2 separate regions of the Macaca mulatta genome follow, and region 2 is linked to region 1. Evidence: chromatin contacts called from public Hi-C data. All regions are on one chromosome and are shown on one strand. Each heading gives the region's core, a stretch centred on a gene start, on an enhancer-like site or on the middle of the called end of the contact. The rest is flanking DNA. Distances are from core to core; before and after follow the strand shown. Region 1 holds the start of DCAF1 (DDB1 and CUL4 associated factor 1). Region 2 holds the start of TEX264 (testis expressed 264, ER-phagy receptor).

Region 1 (5,239 bases), core at 1,589-4,088:
CTATGAAGAAATGATGGTCTGTCCAATGGTGACACGATAGTTACCAATTAGTGAATATCTAGTATGGAACAGACATTGAGTAAGTAATTTACTATACTTACATTATTCTGAATTTTCACAACCATCCTACCCTTTTTTACACATGAGGAAACAAGCTCCGAGAGGTCCCCAAGACCAGCTAGTACTAGGTAGAAAAAGTATTTCAAGGATTCAAATCCCAATTCTGCTGACATACCTGTGAAGTCTTGGTTATTTAACTTCTCCAAATCTCAATTTCCTTATCTGTAAGATGGAAACAGTTGTTGTGCGGGGTTAAATGACAATATTGTCCCCATGGTGGGATAATACAAAGCCTCAAGAAATACTTATGTAAAATTTCCTTATCCTAACAAGTGTCTGCTAGCGTAGTCCACAAAATAAATATATAGATACCACACACAAAAACAGAAAAAATATGGCATAATATTAACAATTGTTTGCCGGGCACAATGGCTCATGCCTGTAATCCTAGCACTTTGGGAGACTGAAGTGGGTGGATTACTTGAGGCCAAAGTTCAAGACCAGACTGGCCAAAATGGCAAATCCGCATCTCTACTAAAAATAAAAAAATTAGCCAGGCGTGGTAGCACACACCTGTAATCCCTAGCTACTCCAGAGGCTGAGGCATGAGAATCACTTGAACCCGGGAGGCGGAGGTTGCAGTGAGCGGAGATCATGCCACTGCACTCCAGCCTGGGCAACAGGGCAAGACTCCGTCTCAAAAAAAAAAAAAAAATTAAAAACTTGCCAGGCACAGTGGCTCAAGCCTGTAATCCCAACACTTTGGGAGGCCAAGTCGGGAGGATTACTTGAGGTCAGTTGGGCAACATTTCGAGACACAGTCTACACAAAAATTTAAAAATTACCCAATCATGGTAGACTGTGCCTGCAGTCCTAGTTACTCAGGAGGCTGAGGCAGCAGGCTCCTTTGAGTCCAGGAGTTAGAGGCTGCAATGAGTTATGATCACACTCGAGACCATCCTGGCTAACACACTGAAACCCTGTCTCTACAAAAAATTAGCCGGGCGTGATGTCAGGCGTCTGTAATCTCAGCTACTCAGGAGACTGAGGCAGGAGAATGGCGTGAACCTAGGAGGCGGAGCTTGCAGTGAGCCGAGATCGCATCACTGCACTCCAGCCTGGGTGACAGAGCGAGACTCTGTCTCAAAAAAAAAAAAAAAAGGGTTATGATCACACCACTGCACTCCAGCCTAGGCTACAGAGCAAGATCCTGTATCTAAAAAAAAAACAGTCCAGGTGTAGTGGCTCGTGCCTGTAATTCCAACACTTTGGGAGGTTGACAAGGGAGGATCACTTGAGTTCCAGACCAGCCTGGGCAACACAGTAAGACTACTGTCTCTACAAAAAATAAATGAATAAAAATAAAAAATTTAAAAACTGTATAATAGGCAGAACAGTAAAACACTGTACTCAGCAACTACCCAAGAGGTACTGAGCAAAAAATGATTTCCCTACATTCCCCAAATTCTCTATTATCTCAACATCCAAAAATATATACCTACTCAAAAATGGGTAATGAATAACTGCTATATAGAAAACCCAAATGTTCACATCATTAAGAAAAATACTAAATCGATTCCTAAAGTCTACATTTACACACATAAACATTAAAGGTAAACTCCAGTAAGCTGGAAAAAGAAAATGAAGGATATTACCAATTAACCTCTCATTCTGTACATTAACAATGCATTTTGAACAGGAAGATGCTACTAACATAAAAAATTAAAACGTGTAAAGACTAATTAAAAGGCTTCATCGAAAAAACAGGGTAAGGAAAAACTGAGACCAACATGACGTGGCCAAGGACAAGTCATTTCTGACTCAAAAATAACTAATACAAACACTCCAAAACTATTTCCTCAACAAATGGAAAACCAGAGCGCTGCCACTGCAGTAAGAGGAAGCCAGACAGAAAACCGTCTAGGAAGTGAAGTTGTGAAGCAAACGCTTCTGAAACCCCAGTTGAAAACTACTATAACCCCCGGAAACAGACTCCCGGGAAGTTTGGCGGGCACTCTGAGGTTTGACTCCAGGCTGCGGGACCCGCACACCTCTTTCCAACCCTTCCCTTCTTCATGGGGATGAGAGGAGTGACCAGAAAGCTCCGCCCCCGTCGCAAGGTCCAAGAGCCGGGCGGGTGCAGGGAGAGGTGGCACGAGGCCGAGAGACTGGAGAGCCCGCCCAGGTGACTGGAGCTGGAGGCGGAGACACAGTCCGTGAAGGGGCCCGCCGTATAGTACGGAAGATGGAGCCCCCCCAAGCCCGTACGGAACAGAGACTAGAAAGATTGGAAGGGAAAAGATGACAAGGGATATGACATGCGCCCCTCCCTCCAGGTAGGGGCTGACACACCCCGCCCCCCCACTCCGGGCGGAAGAGTTACTCTCGGGAAGCTTCTCGTGGGGAGTGGAGGAAGAACGTGGAGGCCCCGCCCCCGGGACAAGAATCAGGAGGAGGAAAAGTCCTGTCAGGCCCCGGGCCCAGCCTCCCGGCTGACCGGCCCGCCCCCTCCTCGCCGGCGGCCCAAGCAGGTGCCGCCCCTCCCCCAGCCCGGCGCCCACTCTGCCGCCCGGCCAGCCACGCGCCCTGCCTCCTCGCGCCCCTCCCGTAGAGTCGCCTCCCTCCATTTCCCACTCACCGTCCGAGGCGGCTCCGCCACTGCCCCCCCGCGACCCCGCCAGTGGCCACAGTTCACACACACAGCCTCAGGTCCCGCACTCACTCTTCACTCACATACACACACAGCGCGACCACGGCTCCACAGCGGCCCACATATTATGCGTCACTCGCGCGCTACGTGCACCGCGCGCGCGGGCGCGCGCGCCTACTTGGCGCGAGGACAGTGAGCAAGGGGCGGGAGGAGAACGCCTGCACGATCCGAGGAAAATCGAAGAGCCCCGGGGACGCCTGGGAAATGAAGTTCCGCGTCTAGGGGCGGGCCCACCAGTCCCAATTGACGCATGAGCTCTTCGCCCCGCGCATTGACTTCTGGATTTGTAGTTTTTTTGGATAAATGCGAACTGCTGAGTACTCATTGGCTGCTTCGGAAAGCGGAAGTGAAAAGTGAGGGAGTCAATCCTTCCAAGACAGTACTATAATCGCCTGATGCTTTAGTGTCTTGTTCTGACCTGTGTGCGCAAAGAGCCTCTGTTTTATTCGGCTATTTGCCTCATCTTACCTAGAACATACCGTGATCTAAGAAAATATTTTCTCATAAACATATCAGAAATCACAGCACTCATTAAAACAGAAGGCACTAGTTGTTTTTTATGTGTTTGTTTTGAGACAGAGCCTCGCTCTGTTGCCCAGGCTGGAGTGCAGTGACGATCTCAGCTCACTGCGACCTCCGCCTCCCGGGCTCAAACAGTCCTCCCACCTCAGCCTCCAGCTGAGACTACAGGTGCATGCCACGACACCCAGTTAATTTTTGTTTTTGTTTTGTGTGTGTGTATTTGGTAGAGACATGGTTTCACCATATTGGCCAGTCTGGTCTCGAACTCCTGGGCTGAAGCGGTCCACCCACCGGGGCCTCCCAGCCTCTTTGTTCTCCGTCTTTTTTTTTTGAGACAGAGCCTCGCTCTGTCACCCACGCTGGGGTGCAATGGCGCAATCACAGCTCACTACAGCCTCAACCTCCTGGGCTCGAGCTGTCTTCCCACTTCAGTCTCCCAAGTAGCTGGGACTACGGGTGTGCACCACCACACCCAGCTAATTTTTTAAAATTTTTGTAGAGACGGAGTCCCACTGTGTTGTCCAGGTTGGTCTTGAATTTCTAGGCTCAAGTGATTCTCCTGCCTCAGTCCCTCAAAGTGTTGGGATTACAGGTATGAGCCACTGCGCCCAGCCTCTCTTTTTGTTCAAGACCTAGCCTGTAGGAATCAATAGATACTTATTGCCAGGTATTATACGTGAGGCAGAGAAGTGAAAAATCAAAAGCTCATAGATTGAGGCAGGACTGACCTCACAGGTCACTTAATTCAATTTCTTCATGTTATTGGGAAAAATGAGGCCCAGAGGGAGTGAGTGACTTGCCCAGCATCACACAACCAATTAGCAGAACCAGAAGACTCCTTACTCCGACCAGCGGTCCCTTTTGCGGGGCATAGAAGATAAACATGACTCCACATTTGAGGAGAATCTTGACCTGACAAGATCCTACCCAACCTTCAAGGCCTTACGCAGCTCATTATCTCTCTGGGAATGCTGAGCAAGTCTCCGTGCATTTCCATGAGTCTTCACGGACAATACTGTCACATGAACACAAGACACAGCAAGCCTGCCGCTATGCTCAGTGTTCCACAGCTAGTAAGGAACCTGAATCCTGGTTCCCTTGGTTTCACTCCCCACTAGATCCCATTTCCCTCTTTCCAGAAAAGAGACCATCCTCCTTCTCTTAAATGTGTACTCTACTGTGTGCTGGGAGCGCCACAGACATGTCACCTCTCTTCACTTCTTTCTCCTGCAACAACACACAGCTTTCTTCTCTGTGCTTCTGGAACTTTGCCTCTATCAGTAATGGCCACTACCATTTCTTTCAACTTTAGAGCATGCTGGGCTCTGAGCCAAGTGTTCTAGCCACACTCTCTCATTTAACCCTCACTACCCTGCCACACACACAGGGAAGATATGGTTAATCACCTTTACAGATGAGAAATCTGAACCCAGAGAGGTAGATCAAGGAATGGAACCCACATGCCTTTCCTCCAGCACTCCTTCAGGTGACTTTCCTGGGCCATGAACCTAAAATGTATGGAGATGGGACATTTAAGCCTTAGATATCTCCCCTCTGTCTATGGTCTAGCCGGCCCAGTGATGACTTCTCCACTGGCTGGGGTCCTAAAAGGCAGAGCCCTTAAGGGAGCTCAAGGCCCAGCTCACCAGCTCCTGGCACTGCCTCAGCCTGCCACCAGATGGCACTGCTTCATTTCAGAAACCCAACCTGGTCAGCGTGCTGTGGCTCACGCCTGTAATCCCAGCACTTTGAGAGGCTGAGAATCTCTTGATCCCAGGAGTTCAAGACCAGCCTGGGCAACATAGAGAGACACCCCCCCACTCCACTGTCTCTACAAAATATCTTAAAAATTTGCCAGACATGGTGGTGCATGTCTGTAGTCTCAGCTATTTATGAGGCTGACTTGGGAGGATTGTTAGTGCTTGGGAGGTTGAAGCTGCAGTGAGC
Region 2 (5,143 bases), core at 903-3,402, 170 kb after region 1:
TCACGAGGTCAGGAGATTGAAACCATCCTGGCAAAACATGGTGAAACCCCGTCTCTACTAAAAATGTAAAAAAAAAAATAAGCCGGGCGTGGTGGTGGGGGCCTGTAGTCCCAGCTTCTTGGGAGGCTGAGGCAGGAGAATGGTGTGAACCTGGGAGGCGGCGGAGCTTGCAGTGAGTGGAGATCGCGCCACTGCACTCCAGCCTGGGCGACAGAGCGAGACTCTGTCTCAAAAAAAAAAAAAAAAAGATTGGGAGTGGAGGGTGGTAGCAGGTGGCTGGGCGAACTTGTTTCCTCCAACTTGTTACAAGGGGTTGGAGTAAAGAAAGTGCCTTGCAGAGTAGGCTGCTGCCTCCTGGTGGCCAGCCGCTGCCTTGCAGGGATCCTGCCAAGGGACTTCACTTGGCACTGTTGGAAGCAGCCTGAGGTGAAGCTGGGCAGGCTGATGTGATGGCCTGCAGCTCCAGTCACCAGCGGACTCTCCTTCCACAAAAGAGGTGCTGAAGCTCCTGAGGCACATGCTGAACTCTGATGTGGGGCTCTAGAGTTCCCCAGTCAGGCTAAAGGAAGTGAGCAGAGAGAACAAGATAAAGAATGGGCACCTCCTTATAATGGTTTCCTGGGAAAAGCTCACCACCTTCTGAGAAGCAGGAGAAATGACCACGCAGACCCCGAAGGCAGAGGCTGTCAGTCTCTGAGCCTGGGCCATGGCCGCTCGTTGTGTCAAAGGAAATGCTTCTAAGTGTGTAGCCCGCCTGCCTGGGGCACCTAAGCTGAGGGTTTGACCATGTGCTTGATGTTCATAGGTAAAACAACTGCTGCGACCTGCACTGGCCCAGCCCGGAGTGCCTGTGAGGGTCCAGCTGCCTGTTCTGCCAGTGTGCCTAGAGAGCTGGGACAGGCTTGGCCCTGTAGATAAAGTTCAATCTCCCCTGCCTGCAGAAGGAAGAATGTGAAGCACAGGGAAAGGAAGCTGGGATTCTGACTGCCTCTGTGTGCCCAGCCTGCTCTTTGCTGGTGCAGTAGTGGGGATCCACAAGGTGAACCACCCTGTGACTGCTGACTTTTCCCACCACCACCTTCGTGGTGTTCCCATCTGCTGGATCCCCTCCCAAACATCAGTCCTTGTCAGGATACCAAAGTAGCTCTTGGCCTCGCCGGTCTTGTAGCCAAGCTTAGAAGCATAGTTGTCACGTTCCCCACCTCCCACCAAAAGTCCGGGACTCTCACTAGGGGAGCGTTTTATCTTTGGGCCCCTAGAAGAGTGCTTTGTAGTTTGTAGGTCCTCAGAAATTTGAGGCGAAGATTGAACCAATCATCAAGGAGCTTACACTTGATGTGGGAATCACGTAAGTTATCGCTAAACCAGAAAAGTAGACCAGCCTCCCCCAGCTACAACCCGGGCACTGAGGGAGGAGCCTGGAAGAAGGGCATTCCCATGGAACGTGAACTCCAGGAGGGCGGTGCCTTGGTTTTGTTCACTCTATCCCCAGCCCCTAGAACTGTCCTGGCAAGGAGTGATAATAAGTGTTGCATGGATGAATGTACTCACGGAAGTGGGAATGGGTGGACAGAGGCAGGAAGCAGATATTTGCACTACGCAGAGATTGGATCCACCAGTTTCTTCCGCGAGCCCAGACTGGGCTTCAGCTTCCTCAGCTGTGTATGCCTTGCTTGGTTCCCAAGTCTGTTGTGAAGCCACAGTGAGAGAAAGTGGCAGGACTAAAGGTGGTACAAATGCCAGAGGCTGATACTGCTGTGCTGCACCTCCTTAGCCTGTACAAATTCTCCTCAGCCCCAGCTCCCTGGTCCCCAGCCTGGCCCTCTACTGCGGACCACTGGGGTGCCTCCCGTACCCAAGCCTGGGCCAGGCTGTCATTATGGTGCTCCTGGCAACCCAGATGCCGGGGGGTGTTGCTAAATCAACCTCAGCAACCGGATAGTTTGTTGGAGGCGGGAAGGTACGCCGTGGGTTCCGCCGCAGCTGGCGCTGGGACTAGGCGCACGCCCGTTGCCATGGAGACGGGGCGGGGCAGGCTCCGCTCTCGGGTTCCCGCGCGCACGCGCCCACGGCCACGGCCACGTCCCGCCGCGAGAGGGGGCGGAGCGAGCGTGCGCGGCGGGCGCGCGCAGGCTCCGTAACCGAGCCCTGAGCCGCCTGCGCGGATCGGCGTCCGCAGCGGGCGGCTGCTGAGGTGAGGGCCGGGCCAGAGAAGAGGCATACCCGCTGGGGCGTAGGTCTGGGACCCCTGTCCGCCCTGGCGCGACCTCAGGACTCCCCGTGTCCCCTCCGTGACCCCCGCGGCCCGGGCCGCTCTTTGCATCGTCTTGCCCACAGATGGCCTCGGGTCCGAGGGCCTGGATGCGACGTTGGGGCAGCCCCTACTCTTACGGGCAGCCCACTGCGGCGGCCACCGGTGCAGGGCATGCCCCGGGGCCGTGGAGGTGGGGGAAAGAGGCGCGAGTCGCGTTTTAACTCCGCCCCTGTCCCCCAAGGCCGCGCCTCGCAGCCTGGGCTGCAAACTTTAGCGTCCCTTAAGTTACAGATGTGCGTGGGGCTCCGTGAGGAGGTGGGCGAAGAGAAAGGCTCTGAGTAAATAGGCGAGGCCCGGGATGAGCAGGGGCTGGAATCCGAAAGTGGGAGGCGGCGGTCCCCGACCCACCATAGTCCACCCGCTGCCTGCTAGCACCGAAGTTTAGCCTAGGACTGGGGCCGTTTAAGGGCCCGGCCCTCCGCCGCCTCGCATGTGAGCGGCACCAGGAAGCCGGCTGGGCGCAGCCATCCCTGACGCTCGCCGGCACCGGCCGCACGCGTTCATGCCGGGCCTCCGAGCGGAGGGGAAACCGAGGCTAGAGGGAGGGCGCAGTCTGCCCAAGGTCGGCGGCAGCGGCAGTTTCTGAGCGCCAAGTGTGGTTGGAGCCCTCCAGGAAGAGGGGCGTGACCAGAGCTCCAGTGAAGAGCCCTGACCTTGTAAAGCTAGGTTTAGCTTCTGATTTCCCCCAAAGGGTTTGAGAATGGGACGACGGTGCTTTAGAGGCCCCGGTAGGCTTTCCCTGAGGAGGGTAGTCAGGGCACGATGGTCGGCTCAGTGGTTATTTCCTGGGCAGGGGTGGCTGTTCTTTCAGCTCCCAGCACTGGAGCGCTCGGCTCCTGCCGCACTGGATGCAAGCAGTTACTAAAAGTGAGCCTGGCATTTCAGGTGAACTCCCAGACCGTCTTCCTTTACTTTTGAATATAGGGGAAATTCATGTTACGCCTCCCCGTGCCGACCAAGCCTCTGAGACGCACAGGTGCATTCCCCCCCCCCCCCTTTCTGAGCAGTTTGGGAAGTGAGAGGAAGAGAAAGGTAGATACTAAGTTTCCTTGAGGAGACAGGAAGTGTTCAGCTGAAATGGCAGATCAGGGTGAGAGTCTGTCATTCCCAAGGCAAGTGGGGGCCTAGATGCTGAGAGTTTTCCAGCTTTGGGCTCAGAGATGTCCAACAAGGATTTAATGCTTGAGCCTTTCTGGAAGCCAGTCACCAGAGAAGAGAGAGAAAGTGGAAATGGGGGCCTGGAGTCAGAGTGTCTGGGCTTGTGTTGCCTGCATTTTGGTCCACGTGGCTCTGTTTAATACCTGTGTTACCTTAGGCAAGTCTCTTAACCTCTAACCACTTGTACCTTTAGCCTTACCTACCTCTTGATTGCTTTAAGGTAATGAAGTAGCTGTGTTTCAACATTTAGACAGTTCCTGGCATATAGTAAGTGTTCTGTGGAAGATTTCTCATCATTATCAAATAAAATTGGAATGAAAGTAACTGGAGATGAGATGAGTAGGACAGGCAGAAAAGAGAGAGATACTGATGGGTAGAAGCACAGATGGGTGAGACTAGTGGGCAACACCTCAATTTCCTGACACAAAAAGTTTAGAAATTTACTTTGCCTCTTTGTGAGCAAATACTGTGTGCTCATTGACTCCAAAGACGGTTTTTTTTTTTTTTTTTTTTTTTTGCATAAAATCAACACCCAGCACCCACAGGGAAGAAATAATTACACAGAGCTAAGTTTTCCACAAAGCTGCAGTGTGGCCTTTTCAGCTTCAAAACTTTTTAAATGTTAAATATTACTTTTAAATAATTGAGGTGGGAATGTCCCCCCAGTGGGTCACATGGCTCCCTTCCTCTTTAAACAGTCTTCTCTGGGCTGTGATTTATTCCCCCCGCCTGGGCAACTCAGGTCAAGCCCTCCTTGTAAGAGGGTTAGGCCTCTGACCCCAAGCTGCCTGAAGACCTAGGCAGCCTGCCTTGAATAGCTCACACACTGGCCTCTGTGTTACGTTCCTGGGCCTGCTGTTGAACAGCTTCTTTTCCTCTTATGGATAATTTTTACTTCTTCCTGCTATGCGACTCCCCTTTTAGCAGCCTTTTCCTCTTACTCCTCACTGTTTCTTCTATGGGCTGGAAAATTGGGATGAAGCTTGTTAACATTGGTGGTTCAAGTCTGGGAAGCTTAGTGTTGGACTTTGTTCTAGCTGTTCAGGCCGTTTTGCTCTGGTCTTTCCTCTGGTTCTGGATGGGTGAGCTTGCTGGATTGCAAGGTCCCTGAAGGCCAGATGTACTTAGAAAAGGAGAGTTTCTTATGGAATTCTCTTCCTGAGGCACATTTTCCCTCACGGGTTTTTGTTCGGTATGGTTTGTCTCCCTGTTCATTAATAAGTGTTTGAACCCTAGCATTTGCCAGTCCTCCCTCTGGCAGTCCTCCCTGAGGCTTGGGGAGGCTGGGCTGGTGGCGTGGTTCAGCTGTGGGGAGGAAGAGGTAATGTGGAGGAAAGGCAGGCTGGCTGGTATCTGGTGCATCTTGGGGGAGACTTTTCAGGGCCAGGAGTATGTCTCTGGCTGACTCATTCCTGTGCCCCTCTATGACTCAGTTTCCCCAGGTATGACCAGGGCTGCCAGCTCACAGGTAGAGCTGCTCTGAGATCCTCACCAACTGCGATTAAGAAATAAAGAGGCTTGTGGCTTCAGTCATCCTTTGTAGCTCCCTTCTAGGTCACTCTGTGTGTAAACACCTCTGGCCCCTCCCCTCTCTGGGTCAGAGCACCCAAGGCAGGACTGAGGAGGTTGGGCCAGAACTGCTTGGCGGGCAGGTGGGCACATTGTCAGAGC

What was found. Hi-C and Micro-C count contacts between places; a contact is called where the count stands out from the background.
Region 2: a Hi-C map of liver shows a contact between it and region 1, with 7 times the contacts expected there. The contact joins the promoter of TEX264 here to the promoter of DCAF1 in region 1. A contact is called at or near these places in 8 of 14 Hi-C or Micro-C datasets (CD4 T cells, blood, cortical neurons and 4 more).

The regions. Positions count from the first base shown.
Region 1 is chr2:114,967,492-114,972,730 of T2T-MMU8v2.0, forward strand. It overlaps DCAF1 (DDB1 and CUL4 associated factor 1), which reads right to left and starts at 2,839. Exons shown (of 27, transcript XR_013413983.1): 1 at 2,699-2,839; 2 at 236-282.
Region 2 is chr2:115,141,067-115,146,209 of T2T-MMU8v2.0, forward strand. TEX264 (testis expressed 264, ER-phagy receptor) reads left to right here and starts at 2,153. Exons shown (of 5, transcript NM_001266193.1): 1 at 2,153-2,194.